3 separate regions of the Gossypium hirsutum genome follow, and all the other regions are linked to region 1. A link is a contact called in public Hi-C data. All regions are on one chromosome and are shown on one strand. Each heading gives the region's core, a stretch centred on a gene start, on an enhancer-like site or on the middle of the called end of the contact. The rest is flanking DNA. Distances are from core to core; before and after follow the strand shown. Region 1 holds the start of LOC107908424. Region 2 holds the start of LOC107887190 (chaperone protein DnaJ). Region 3 holds the start of LOC107910154 (nudix hydrolase 4).

Region 1 (4,483 bases), core at 873-3,372:
AGATGAACTTCACATATAGGAGCAGTTTTTAATAGACCACCGCCAAGAGGCACGGAGGGGTGAACTTTAGCCGACCGCTTCACCAGCCGACCTATCAGTCTAGCCACTTGCTTTTTTCCATCCTCTTTTGGTTTTGTCACCATACTCCAATCCCACAAATCCACAACTGGAAATTCTAGCAAGGGCTCATCTTTGCAACGTGTGACTTGTCCGTATTGGGCTCGCCAGTTTTCTTCATCCCATGTATCACCTGAATGAAAATTTTCCAGTGTGTTGATTTAGACTCGTGGAATTTGTCCCACAGGAATCCCTTAAGTGGTAAAATTTGTAGGCAAAACTGAAGTAGATGTTTATTTCAAATAAATTGGATATCAGTCAAATGTAACAATAGCAACATTGTCGCAAGACCTTCATATGGGACAACTTCACTTGAACCGCCCAAACCAAAGCTTTCCTCTGGGATCCATTCACCCTCTTCCAACTCGTACATCTCATCATTTCCTGCTCCTCAACAGAACACCATTAGATAAACTTCAGAACATAACCAACTTTTTACAATCATCTTCAGAAGCTAGCAAGCGTTTAGAAATTTCAAACAAACAAATTTGTGACAAACCATCAGTAGGAAACTTGAAATTCTCTTTTTCGTCTGTTTCCAACGAAATACTTGCATCAGCAGCAGAATTGGCAGCTAAGTTATACCCAGAAAGATAAAGGTCGATGAGTGTGTCTTCTAACCTGAATCAAGATGATACCTCAGTAAGAAAACATGTAATCAACTAGTTCAACCAAAATATAGGATATAAAATGTCAGAAGTAGCAAACCACTCTGATGGTGGTGGTGGCTGCTCAGATGCTTGAGCACTGGTGTCCTCTATTGGACCTGGTAATCAGAAGTACCGTGAATTAGTTTAAAGCACTAGAGCGAAAAAGAATCCAATCAATAGAACATTATTTACAGAAGTAGAACTTTTTTTTGAGATGAAATTTTGTACTAATGAATCAGATTCACAGATTGCACCGCTCAAAGAAAAACTTGTTCCTTCAACTACCCTTCAATCATTCCACAGCATAATATTGAGTAAAGAGAAATTTTACCTGTACTAGTAGATTCGTCAGCAACATTTATAGTAGTATTCTGAGCATCAACTTCATTGCCCTGAGACGAAGAGCGATTATACTCGGGACCATTATAAGAAGCAGTGGCACAAGGCTCATCTAAAACAGAATTATCAGCCACAGATCCTTCCTGCAAAATCATTTTGGAATCAAAAACCTAAAATGAAAAGCATACCGAACATAGGATTAATCATCCAGATAAAAGAAGGTATGAGCTAACTACCATGTCCAAAAGCACATAATTTCCATTCTCAAATGTGTAATAGAGACCATCTCTACTGCTATAGTACCATCCGGCATCAGGGTCATGGTAAAATCCACTACTGCAACAAATCAAACGAAGGCGTACGGTGCCAAAATGAACAAACGATCATTGAGAGAGACAGAGAGAGGAAAAAAAACCCAATTGTATGACATATTGGGATAGAATCATCGAAGTTTAAAGGGAAAAAATCTACAATTAATTTCTCAAATATAAAAACTAATTTTATTAAAAATGAGAGGAAGAATTAATAGTAATAGTTTATAGATATAGAAAATAGAAAATAGAAAATTTGAAGTAAATAAATAAATCAACCTGGCATGAAAATAGAGGTGAGTTTGAGGATCCCATACAAAAGAGCAATCGCTGCTGCTCTGCAAGTCCAACTCAGTGGAAACAGCCATTGTTTTATCACTTTCTTTGTCCTTCCTTTTCATGTGAAGAAATTTAATTTACAGAGTACCAAAATTGAAGGAACAAAAAGGAAAAGCGAGGGATGTTATTGTAAAGCCCCAAATGGAGAAGAAAAGACCCACCCCAACTTTACAATCAAATAACTTAATTCTCCATGAATGTGCAAAAATGAAGCGGTAGAAAGAAAATAAGAATGTTCGAAATGATATTTAACATAGAAAAACTACTTTAATGAAGAAGGGAGGTAACAGAGGCAGAAGCACGAGAGAGGCAGAAAGGAAAATAAGCAACAACACAAAAAAGGTTAAAAAACATTAAAAAATTTGTTGTTTAATAATAATTAAAGACTAAAATATTATAATATAAATAACTATCTTGATGGAATTGTATTTTACATTTCTTTTGCTGACGATATCAGAGGGAGAGATCCACCAATAGAGTTATAGTAAATGCATTTGTTTTCCTCTCCTCTCTTCACTTAATTGCATAAAATATAAGGAAATAAAATAATTTTAATCTCACTTACCAAAAACATTAATTATGTGTAGTATTATAATAAATTGAATATTATACATTTTAATTTACGCATAACATTATCAAAAATATTTTCTTTCATATATCTAGACTTGTTCATAGGTCGGGCCACCAGATCCGGTCCAAAAGTCTACTTTAAAAGTGGTAGGATTTGAATAAAAATATAGGCAAAAAAGAAGCATATTTAAAAACAAATTGAGCCTCAAATAAGGTATTTTTTGCACCGGCCCGACCTGAATTCACAAAAGGACAAAAAAATCTACTATTTTTGTTATTTTAAAGCTATTTTCTTGTTGCTTTCTCCCAATTTTATTAACTTTTCACTATTATATTACTACTTGTTAAATTACATCTATCTTAATATTATTATTCTCAATCTTATTTTTTATATAAATTCAAGTCGGAAACACAAAACTTTAATGCTTACTATTGAAATTTTTCTACCTATTTAATATGTATACATCTTACCGGTAAATATAATTGCTTTATATATATGAATTCGGTATTTTTTGGTGTTTTAATTTATATTGCTTATAGTATATACATTTGTTAACTAGTAGGTGATGCTTATGTTGAAGGTGATGCTTTGAGTGTGAGTTACTTCCTTGCTGGTGTAGCAGTCACAATAGAAGGATGTAGTTTACATGCTATTAAGTTCCCAACCAAAAGTAAGGGTTTATTTCCAGAATCAGTGGAGCATGCCTTTCAAAACTGCTGTTCCATTGTTATACTTTAAGGCTGCTGATCTCAAATCCCTTTTCATTGATTATTCCACTAGAGCTATCAAAATCAACAACCCAATCCTTGCACATCCCTACCTCACTAGTTTCCAACTAGGCAAAGCCAAGAATCTAGAGGGTGTCCGAATAAAAATTAAGAACAGAGAATACTAAAACAAACCTACTGTGTTTGGACGAACAAGAAGCCCTTTGTCTTCAGCCCTGCACAACTAGCACGAGGCACTTCATGAAACATGGTCATGCAGCTTTAATATTATATATGGTGAAAACCTTGACTAGTGTATACCAGTTTTCAGTATGACATATTTCTCTATTATTAACCAATTCGCTTGGTCTCTGCTATAGAATCATGTAAAGACCAGGCCAACAAAATCCTATGGAGTAGAAGAGAAAGAAGAAACCCTACAATCTATGAATACTAAAGCTTTCTAAACTTGATATTGATGGCCCGGTTCTAGAAAGAACAGCCCTCCAAAAATAGGCGTATGCCGCAAAGAGCGGCGAGCACACGGTATTCTTTAGTAAAAGGCGAAAGAATAGCTCGCTCTGTGCCCACCGGACGGCTCCGTGCTTTCATTCAAGCCATTTGGACATTATTTATAAAAGTCGATTGGGTTGCGCTTGCTTGTGTTCTATTATGGAATTTTTCTCCATTGGTTTTTCTGACTCTCAAGGCAAGCCGTTCTCCATCAGTTCTCTAAATTTCCGCATCATAATCTCGTAAATTAGCTGTTTTAAATCTATCACTGTTCCATGTGTTTTACGCCTTTACTGACTGATTGATTCCCCAAGTTAATGGTTCTGTAAGATATTCCTGCTTTACTGTAAGCTGAAAATGCATGTCGTGAACTAAGTTATGCAAACTCAATACCCACCAGAAAATCATTCTTGTATCCTACTCCACAGGTTACTCATTCACATTAATCATAGAGAATAGGAATGAACTTTTTTTTTTTTTAACATTTTAACTTGGAATGTTTATTTCTATGACACTTTTAGTTTATTAGTGCGATATATTTCGTTTTACGCTTTAAAAAATATTAATCTTTCTAATAATATATAAAAAAAATATGCATTATACATTTTATACTTAAAAAATATATATTTAATAAGTTTAGAACTCTCAACTTTTATTAACTTAAAAGCGTAATAAGTTGTCATACAAATTTAGAATGCAAAATAATTAAAAGCAAACAAGTAAATTAGAACATAGAAAGACCCCATTCGACTGATACAAATTACTAGGTGAGAACGTTATACATGTGCCTTCTTTCCATAGAAGATATCATTAAGCACAGTCTTGGACGGCGACGATGCCTTGAGCAATTTCACAGCCTGACACACAAGCAAAACAAAAATGTGATATCTCAAACTATAATATAGTTAAAAACAAAAAAAGATGTACGTAATTACC
Region 2 (4,483 bases), core at 726-3,225, 340 kb before region 1:
GTGACATGTGCCAATGGCACATATATCGTGTTCTTTATTTTCCGTATTACTAAAATTTAGCTCAAGACGAAGCTCGAGATTGCAGATTTACTTGAAGTAACAACATGACAACATCCATTTGTCCGACCAGAATGTTCTTACTCTTACAAACAAATGCACTATGGGCAAGTTATCCCAAAAAAAAAAAAAAAAAAGCAACACTCATTTTATAATCTTAAACAACATGCTACCCGTAAGGAAAGGGGAATAGAGAAGGGAAAGAATATATTAGAAAACTTTTGAAAGCTCTTTTTTCCATCTCGGTTAGTTAATGTAATGGAAACGTAAGTAAGGATATGAAATGAACTAAACAGTGTATATATTTACTACCATTTTTAGCCTTATTACTCCATCAACTTTGCAGTGAAAAAAATTCTAGGGAAGTCAGTCCACCCAAATATGTTGCAGCCTATAGCTTTGAAAATAGGGGCATAGGGAATCGAAAGAAGCAAACACTATGCAACCTAGAAAAAAATGAGGGAAATAAAATATCATAAGGTTTATGAAAACTCTTTTTCCTTCCTCTAATTTAGTTAAGATAATGGAAATTTAAGGGCAAGAAATGAACTAACAAGTGATATATTTACTACCCTCTTAAACCTTTAACATTCCATCTACTTTCCAATCATCCTCATGCATAGAGAGTCAATTTACCCAAATATTTAGCAAAAATCCTGGTACACTCAAGCAAAAATCATAAGCTGATCATCAGAAACCTGACCTACATGCAAACCCAGATAGTTCACTGCCCCTGAAAGATTTTAAAAGATAATACTAATCATTTTAGGATTCTAATTACATTCTTTCTCTACATAAACTAGAAAATATTGGACTGATTCCACAGGTGTTAGAACCAAAGACAGTCCATAGCTTCAGATTAAAGTGAAAATAAGGATACAAAGACATCACAATAATTAAAATTCACCATTCCAATTATAGAAGGTAGCATGAATATCTCAAAGGAACACTCGGCATTTGAAGCAACTAGGTCATTGGTTTGAGATCAACTCGATGCAAGAACTCTATGGAACTGGATTATCTCATAGGTTAATTCAGTCTTCCAATGGATGAATATAAAAATAGAGGATGAAATATGGTAATGGCGTGTAAACATTAAAAACTCGTATGAGTTCCTAATAGTTTAATCTATAACCTATGTTTTTACAAATTTTTTTTTCAACTCTGATTAAAAACCTAGACAGATTGTTTTTTAAAATGGTTAATCTTAAATCAAATAAACGGTCTCATTAATCTACTACTTTATATCCCTTAATTTCATTCCATTTAGCATGAAAAAGAAAATGGCAAGGCAACAACACTCATTACTTTCAAGCTATCCATAAGAAGCAAAGATTATATCATTTCAAATTAAAAATAAAATAAAAATCAAATCCAATGTTATAAATTCAATCCTCCCAAAAGATGGAGTAATGTTAGACAACTGCGAAATTCTAAAACAAACAGCAAGCTAATTGGAGAAAGCGACGAACCTTGCGAGCAAGACTCCTGTAAGAGGTCTTAATCTCTTGCAAAGTGGCACCACGACTGACGTTCAAAGTGGAATAATAATCGGAGCCAGAGGCGGCGGCCCTGATTACGGCGTTGTGACGGCATTTCCTCTTGATGATACCAAGACGATAGGAAGGGGCGTGGGTTTTGCAGAAGAATTGAGATTCGCTCCATCTCAAGCCCAAGACAGAGGTTCTACTGCCACTGCCAGGAATTAGAAACGAGTTCTGTCTAGTCCCACAATTGTACAGCGGATACGATGTTGCCATTATTCTTGCTCTTATTAGCAGAGGCTTGGGGTTTTGCAATTTTGTTGAGATTTTAGCACCACCTCAATCTGCCCTCTTGTTTCCTTTCTGGGTAAATCATCCAACAATGCTTATTTTTTTATCATTCCATTATTAAACTTATAAAATCGTTTTTTCTTAATTGCTACCGAAAATTTGAATAATTATATTATAACTTTTCAACCACGTTTCTATATTATTTAAATTTAAAAAGCTAGTTTTATACGATAGTAATATTTTAGTTTTAAGATATATGTTATTTTAAATATAAATATTTATTATTTTACTAATATCCTTCAAATAATTTAAAATAAAATATAATTTCTCATACATTTTAACCTACTAAATAATTAACTTATTTGTTATAAATTATTCATACTAAATTTAAGTAAATGATAGAGTCATCCAACTATTAGCATGTTTCTATTTTGGTCATCAAGGTTTAAAATTTTCTATTCTAGTCACTAACATTATCGAAATTTTATGTTTTGTTCACTCCTTCGTTAAATCACTAATGGTGATTTTATTGGCATAATAACAAATTTAGCCCTTCAATATTTATATATTCTATCGATTTAGTCCTAAATCTAAAATATTAAACAAATTTAGCCCACAATTTTACATATTTTGTCAACTCAGTCTTGATTCCTAAAAATAATAAAAATATTTAAAAGTTCATTTTTCAATAAAAATACATAAAAATATTTAAAAAATAAATTAATATATTTTTAGCAATTTCTAACATAAAATTTGTTTATTAACATAATAACCTTATAAATAAAATAATAACCTTATAAATAAAACAATTTAAGGGGGAAATCCATGAAAAAGACTTATGATTTAACTTTTCCCTTTTTTCAATATTAATGACAACCATGTTCAGGTTGGGTCAAAAATTATAGCTTGTGGTCAAAAAATGTGAGAATCGATGTCTATAGGTTGTTGTCTATAATGAGTTTGTTGCATTTAGGGGCAGCCATGATTAGAGATATATAGGTGAGGATAAGGTCTTAAAGACCCATTAGGTGGAAGGCCCTGTAGGTAGCTCCACAATCGATTCCTAATTCGATGGTGCGACTATGGAGGACAATGAAATCAAAAAGTTTAGAGTAAGTGATATTAGTATTGATGGTTGTAAGAGAAGGTGGTGCCCAACGCTCAACAAATTTGATGATGACTAAGGAACAAGGCCAGACGTATGATAAAATTTATTATTTATAAAATAAACTAAAAGGAAAGGAAAAGTTTGAATTTGAGTTAAATCTTGTTTGTGAGGTTTTTTAAAAATATTTTATTCATAAAATAAAATTATTATTTTAATAAATAAATTTATGTCAAAAAAAAGAAAATGGGTATTCTTTTATTTATAATTTTATATGTATTTATAATTGGCAGAATGTGTAAAGTAAATAGTTAAACTTAGAATTAGAACTAAATTGATAGAATCTATAAATATTGGAAGGTTAAATTTTTATCATCCAAATAAAAAAAGAGGCCACCGTTAGTGATTTAACATAAGAGTGACCAAAATATTAAATTTCAACAATGTTACTGACTAAAATAGAAATTCTAAACTTAGGTGACCAAAATAGAAACGCACTAATAGTTGGATGACTATTTTTACAATTTATCATTAACTAAATTACATGGTATTTATTATTAATTGTTTGTACTTGGTTAAGGATCTATCGATGATAACAAATTAACAAAGAGTATAAGTTTAATGTTAGAGAGCGAATAACCCAATAAATATGGAATGATTAAGTAATTAGATAATTTCATAGAATATTTATCTTTCTTGTTAGTTTTATTAGTAATCGTATTGTTGAATACTTAATGTATTATAAACGATGATTTGATTTTAAGTTTTGTTACTTATTTAGAGATTTTATTTCTCAAGTCTTATTGATATTTTTTTAGAATTATTATTTTTTTAGAATTTAAAATTATATAATTGTGTAATTACTACCCTGGTAATTACAGTCAATTACTTTTTGGTGTTTAAACATACAACAACCTTATGTTTGAATTGAGGTTATACAAAAGAAATAAAAAGAAAGGGAGAGAGGCTTGGATAACTTTTTTTTATTTACGGGGAAGCTAAAAGAATTGAGTATCCCTTACTTTCTTTTAAAAAATCAAATGTTTAATTATCTCAAATTGAAGGGGAAAATTATGGAAAGAAAAGTAAATATATTTTTAATATGTAAAATATCTTTTTTACCCTCTTTATTTATACATAATTATATTATAAAGAAGGTTATGATTGTAAAAAGTTCATTCCTTTCCGCCATTTAACCAAAACAAAAATATTTAAATTTACTTTCCTTTATTAATTTTAACAATTGAAACAAAATAATACGTAACCATTTCCTTTCTTTAACCTTATTTTCTTTTCTTTTCTTTTCTTTTTTTTTTACTTCCATTTCTTTTCCTTTACAATTAGGTAGCGCTTGGTATAATGGAAAGTAATAATTGTTGCAAATACGTTAGTGAAATAAACAGTAATGTAAAATATTGATTTAAATCACAAGATCGAACCAGAACAATATAGATATATATAATCTGAAAAACAGAAATTGGAAATAAAATTGGATCGAAATTGTGTACTCGTAGTTAGGCAGAAATTTGACTAGTAGTTGAGGCCT
Region 3 (4,483 bases), core at 951-3,450, 300 kb before region 1:
ATTATACTTTAAATTTCTTTCTTTCTTTTTTTCATTTTTTCATTCTCTTCTCGTCCCTTCAATTTTCTATTTAATCAAAAACACACTCTAAATGTATTATTAATATTTTTACTATTTAATAATCAAAGAAATCAAGGGACACTAGATCATAGTTCTATTGATATATATCATGACAATGTAACAACTATTGATAATTATAGTTTTTCTTTAAATTACATTAAAAATTTATGAAATAATGAAAGTATAAAAACATTAAAAGTTTTCCTTTTAATCTTTAATAAAAGTGATTTTAATTTTTTATTTAAATTTTTCATCTCTTTTAGCCATTAAATTTACATTGTTTATCAAATCACAAAAAATAGATAGAAACGTTAACATTTGTTAAAATTGTGACATACACATGACAGTCTAATTAATTTTAAAAAATAGTTTTAAGTAACTTTTGAATTTTTTAAAATTTAAAAATTAGTTGTTGATGTGATCCACATGGCAACCCAAACCCAAACCCAAACGAATGACATGTCAACAAAATTAACTTTTATTCACTTTTCCATCCATTTTGGTGTAGTGTAATTTGACAAACAATATAAATTTAACATCTAATAAGAGATGAAAAATTAAATTAAAATTAAAATGAATTTTTTATATAAAATTAGAGGACTAAATATAACATTATTCCTAATAGAAATCATTAATAACACGACTCACATACACAAAATATAAAGTGTATGATAAATTGGGAGAAATTACAGGGGAATGAATGGAATAAGGCTACGTGGCTGAATCCCGAACCGAGGATAACTTGTGAAGCCAGTTGCTCAATCTATGTCCTTATCAATAACACGTGGCCTAACCAAACTCCAACCAGAGTTAGATGATCAGAGGTTAAATTCTGATGTGAATCATACTTTTTGTATGGATTCAAACCCCAAATCAAATGAATGAATGAATGAAAAAATTTTCTACCTACTGAAATGAATACCAGAACAAAACCAGCAAATGTTTGGAAATCTAACGTTTTGATGTCTTCTTAATTACAATGATCTATTTTCCTAACCCTACAAATTCAAACAACAAAACTCCATAGTTGCTACTTCATTTACTTCCTCCTTGGGCCGCACCTGCCTGCGTTTGTCGCCAAACCAACTCTTCTAAGGCTTCTATCATCCACAAATGCGGGCATTCTTCTCTAGCTTTCGACACTGTCACCTACATACATAACAATAACAACACATGTTCAGTTCTTTCATACTCAGTTCATTATTAACATTTACATACATATATATGGCAGCCAAATACATACCCATTCCCGTTTTCGGATGTTTTTCTCAGGCCATCCATCTAACTCTTGCTTCACAAGCAGACCAAACATGTGGCCTTCATGGTATATACTTTGCCTTTTGCTCTTATAACACCATTTACCTAATTTACACTGCAAACATACATATACATCCATCCAGTTAAAATCAGGAAGAAATGGAATCAAGAGTTTGAAATGAAAAAGCCTATGGTAGATTACTAACTTCGATGACGCCAACTACACCGGCTTCCTCAACCGTCTCTCTAATGGCTGCTTCTTCCATGGATTCATCTTTCTCCCAACCCCCTTTGGGGAATAATATCCCTTTCCCATTTTGTGCATTTATTACAAGAACTTCAATCGCTTCCTCAATTGACTTGCCATCTTCGCTTTCCCTGTACCTGTAGGGAATGCACCTGCTCAAACCAAATATTGATAATTAGAATCCTTCTATTCAACCAAGCCAATCAAAAGAGGAGAAGGAAAGAAAAAGATTACCCAACAACTAAGCGGAAGCCTCTGTTATTATAGCGCTGCAAGTGCCTGCCGGTGCGAGGATATGAAACACGAGAAACCAATTTCTCAATTGGCATAGGCAATCTCGCAGGGATTTTCTCCAGGAGAGACAACAAAAAGTGGATCAATGAGGGAAACTTCATAAGAAACCCCGATATCCCTCCCATGGTTTCAGTTTCAGACAAAACAAAAAGCAGAAAATTTTGCAATAGAAAAAAAATTTGAAAATGGGTTTCTTTCGTTGTGGTTTTGCAGAGTTTTAGATTTATTCCTCATATAGAGATTGCAATTTGTAGATAGATATTTGATGAAGAGCGTGGATAACAACCAAGAGAGAGCCGCGTTTGGCACTGAGACAAAGGAAAGAGATAGGAAACCTCTTTAAAACCGACGCGCCTGCACCATACGACATGTTTTTTATTTCAGACAGTCACTAAATTGTTTTTTTAATTAAAAAAATCATCCTTCACACGTTAAGCATGTAATTTTCTTATTTATTTTATTTCTCATTATAATTATTACAAGATAAATCAATCAGTAGAAGATGACAAAAAAACCTTGAAAAGCTCTCGAATCTTAACTGCTTAATAATAATCCAACCAATCCTATGTCGATTGCTCGGCTCCTAGTTATAAAATTAAAATGAATTTTCATAATTTTATTTTTATTTTAAGTAATTATTCTATAAATGATTAAAGGTGTGACAAGTGTTATATTTATTTATATAATTAATTTTTTAATACATCTTATAATATATTTGCCAAATTTTAAATCTAATTGTGAAACTTAAAAACTTAAGTAATCGTGAGATAATTTTTTGAATATTTAAAAGAATAAAATAAGTAACATTAAAAGTTTAGTTTTACTCTTTTTAAGTGGGTAAAATCTAAAAACGATTAAAACATCAAAATGATTCTAATTATTGAATTTCTAAAAATTATAAAAATAGATATCTTACTTCAAAATGGTAAAACTAGCTCCAAGATACAGTTTCATTCATTTTAGGAATCACAATGGAAAATCTAAAAATTAATTAAAACATCAACAAAAATAGAGTCATCCTTTCGAAAACAAACAAATTATATTTGTATTACTTCAACATACTAACTCCTTCTAGTGTATCAAAATGGAAACTATGTTTTTATAAGATAAAAGAAGAATTATAAATTCTAAATTCTACCACGCTTATTTTTACTCATAATCCCTTTTAAACTTTTAAATCGAAAAAAAATCGCTTAAACAAGTTCAAGTCCATGTTTTTCAAGATGGTGTCAATTAAGCTAAGCTCAATAGATTAATTTTTTTCTTAAATTAAGGCCATGTTAGATAAACCATTGAAAAAAAATCTAACTGAAAATTAATATTATCATTAATTTATTTTTCTTAAACACATTTGATAACCTATCATGAAAATTATTTGATAAACTTTTTTCGTAAAAAAAAGTGTAGAAATTTATAAGTAAATACGGACCTACTTATCACGTAATATCAATATTGTTTGGGTCCAATTGAACCGGATTAGGGTATCGATCCGGAGCGAGGCTTTGAATTGGTTAACCCAAGAATAGGTTTGGACAAGTTGAACCGGATTTTTTAATTTTTAATTTTTTTCAATCGAACCGATTAAACCGGTGAATCAGTTACACAACTAGTTCGACCACATGTCCAATTTAAAAAACATTATGTAATATAGAATATGTTCAATTATTTTTATTTTATTTTTAATATTATATTATTATTTATCAAGTATTCTAGCTCCACTCAATATTTAATTTTAGATAATATTTCAAACATATTTTATAACTTAAATTCAAGATTTGATTTTTCAAACTTTTTTAACTTTTTCAATTTTATCAAAGCCTAAGTCAATGTTGATTTAATTATTTCATAAATAAAAGCAAGGATTAAAATGAATTAATCAACATAAATATATAAAAATAGAGGTCACTATCAATAAATTGTAAATAGAGTTCAAATATGGTCATATATTTTCTCTTATATTTTTTTTCTATACCTTTAATGAAGTACCAAATAACTTTTCAAACTACAAACAAATTTTAAATTTAAATGTATTGTTATAAGATATCAAAATCTATTTTAATATGATAAATAATACAAATATAACAAATAAAAAAATTACATCCCATTATCAAGTCATTAATTAATATTTTTTCAGTAGAGAAAGAAAAACTAAAACAAAGCTATGTAATAGCTCTTGACTCTTGAGCTACTAGACAGAGTCATTAATTAATATTTGATAAATCTTAAATAATTGAAAAATGAAAAAAATAAAAATAAAAGTCTAAAATACCCTTTAATTGATTCTACTTACAAAATTAACTTCCAAATTTTAAAATTTTATACTATTATTTAAAATTTTAATTGTGTTCCCTATAAATTCAATTGTAAAATTATCAATAAATATAAATTTGAGGTTATGTTTTTGGCCTTTTTACATAAATATATATTTTTAAAAATCATATGCGAGATTTGGGCAATTTACCAATAAAAGTCATTTTTTCAAAAATTACCGAAATTGGCCTATTTTTTAATTATTTACCGGAATGGTCCTTTTTCCGAGAAATCGCGTCCACGTCAACGCGATGTCAGGGTACACGTCAGGAAATCGCGTCCACGTCAGCGCGAGGATGCGATTTCCTTCCACGT

The links. A called contact is a pair of places that touch in the nucleus more often than the background predicts.
Region 2: a Hi-C map of leaf shows a contact between it and region 1, with 3 times the contacts expected there. The contact joins the promoter of LOC107887190 here to the promoter of LOC107908424 in region 1. A contact is called at or near these places in 6 of 34 Hi-C or Micro-C datasets (callus, leaf and petal).
Region 3: a Hi-C map of anther shows a contact between it and region 1, with 2.5 times the contacts expected there. The contact joins the promoter of LOC107910154 here to the promoter of LOC107908424 in region 1. A contact is called at or near these places in 3 of 34 Hi-C or Micro-C datasets (anther and leaf).

What each region holds. Positions count from the first base shown.
Region 1 is chrD02:41,609,073-41,613,555 of Gossypium_hirsutum_v2.1, reverse strand. LOC107908424 reads right to left here and starts at 2,122. Exons shown (of 10, transcript XM_016835585.2): 1 at 1,697-2,122; 2 at 1,343-1,442; 3 at 1,099-1,249; 4 at 826-883; 5 at 617-738; 6 at 409-501; 7 at 1-250. The coding sequence starts at 1,818. It overlaps LOC121215092 (U5 spliceosomal RNA), which reads right to left and starts at 3,634; the gene lies at 3,519-3,634.
Region 2 is chrD02:41,947,942-41,952,424 of Gossypium_hirsutum_v2.1, reverse strand. LOC107887190 (chaperone protein DnaJ) reads right to left here and starts at 1,975. Exons shown (of 11, transcript XM_016811355.2): 1 at 1,530-1,975. The coding sequence starts at 1,817.
Region 3 is chrD02:41,908,316-41,912,798 of Gossypium_hirsutum_v2.1, reverse strand. It overlaps LOC107910154 (nudix hydrolase 4), which reads right to left and starts at 2,200. Exons shown (of 4, transcript XM_016837926.2): 1 at 1,799-2,200; 2 at 1,524-1,716; 3 at 1,304-1,432; 4 at 710-1,209. The coding sequence starts at 1,983. The coding sequence ends at 1,096.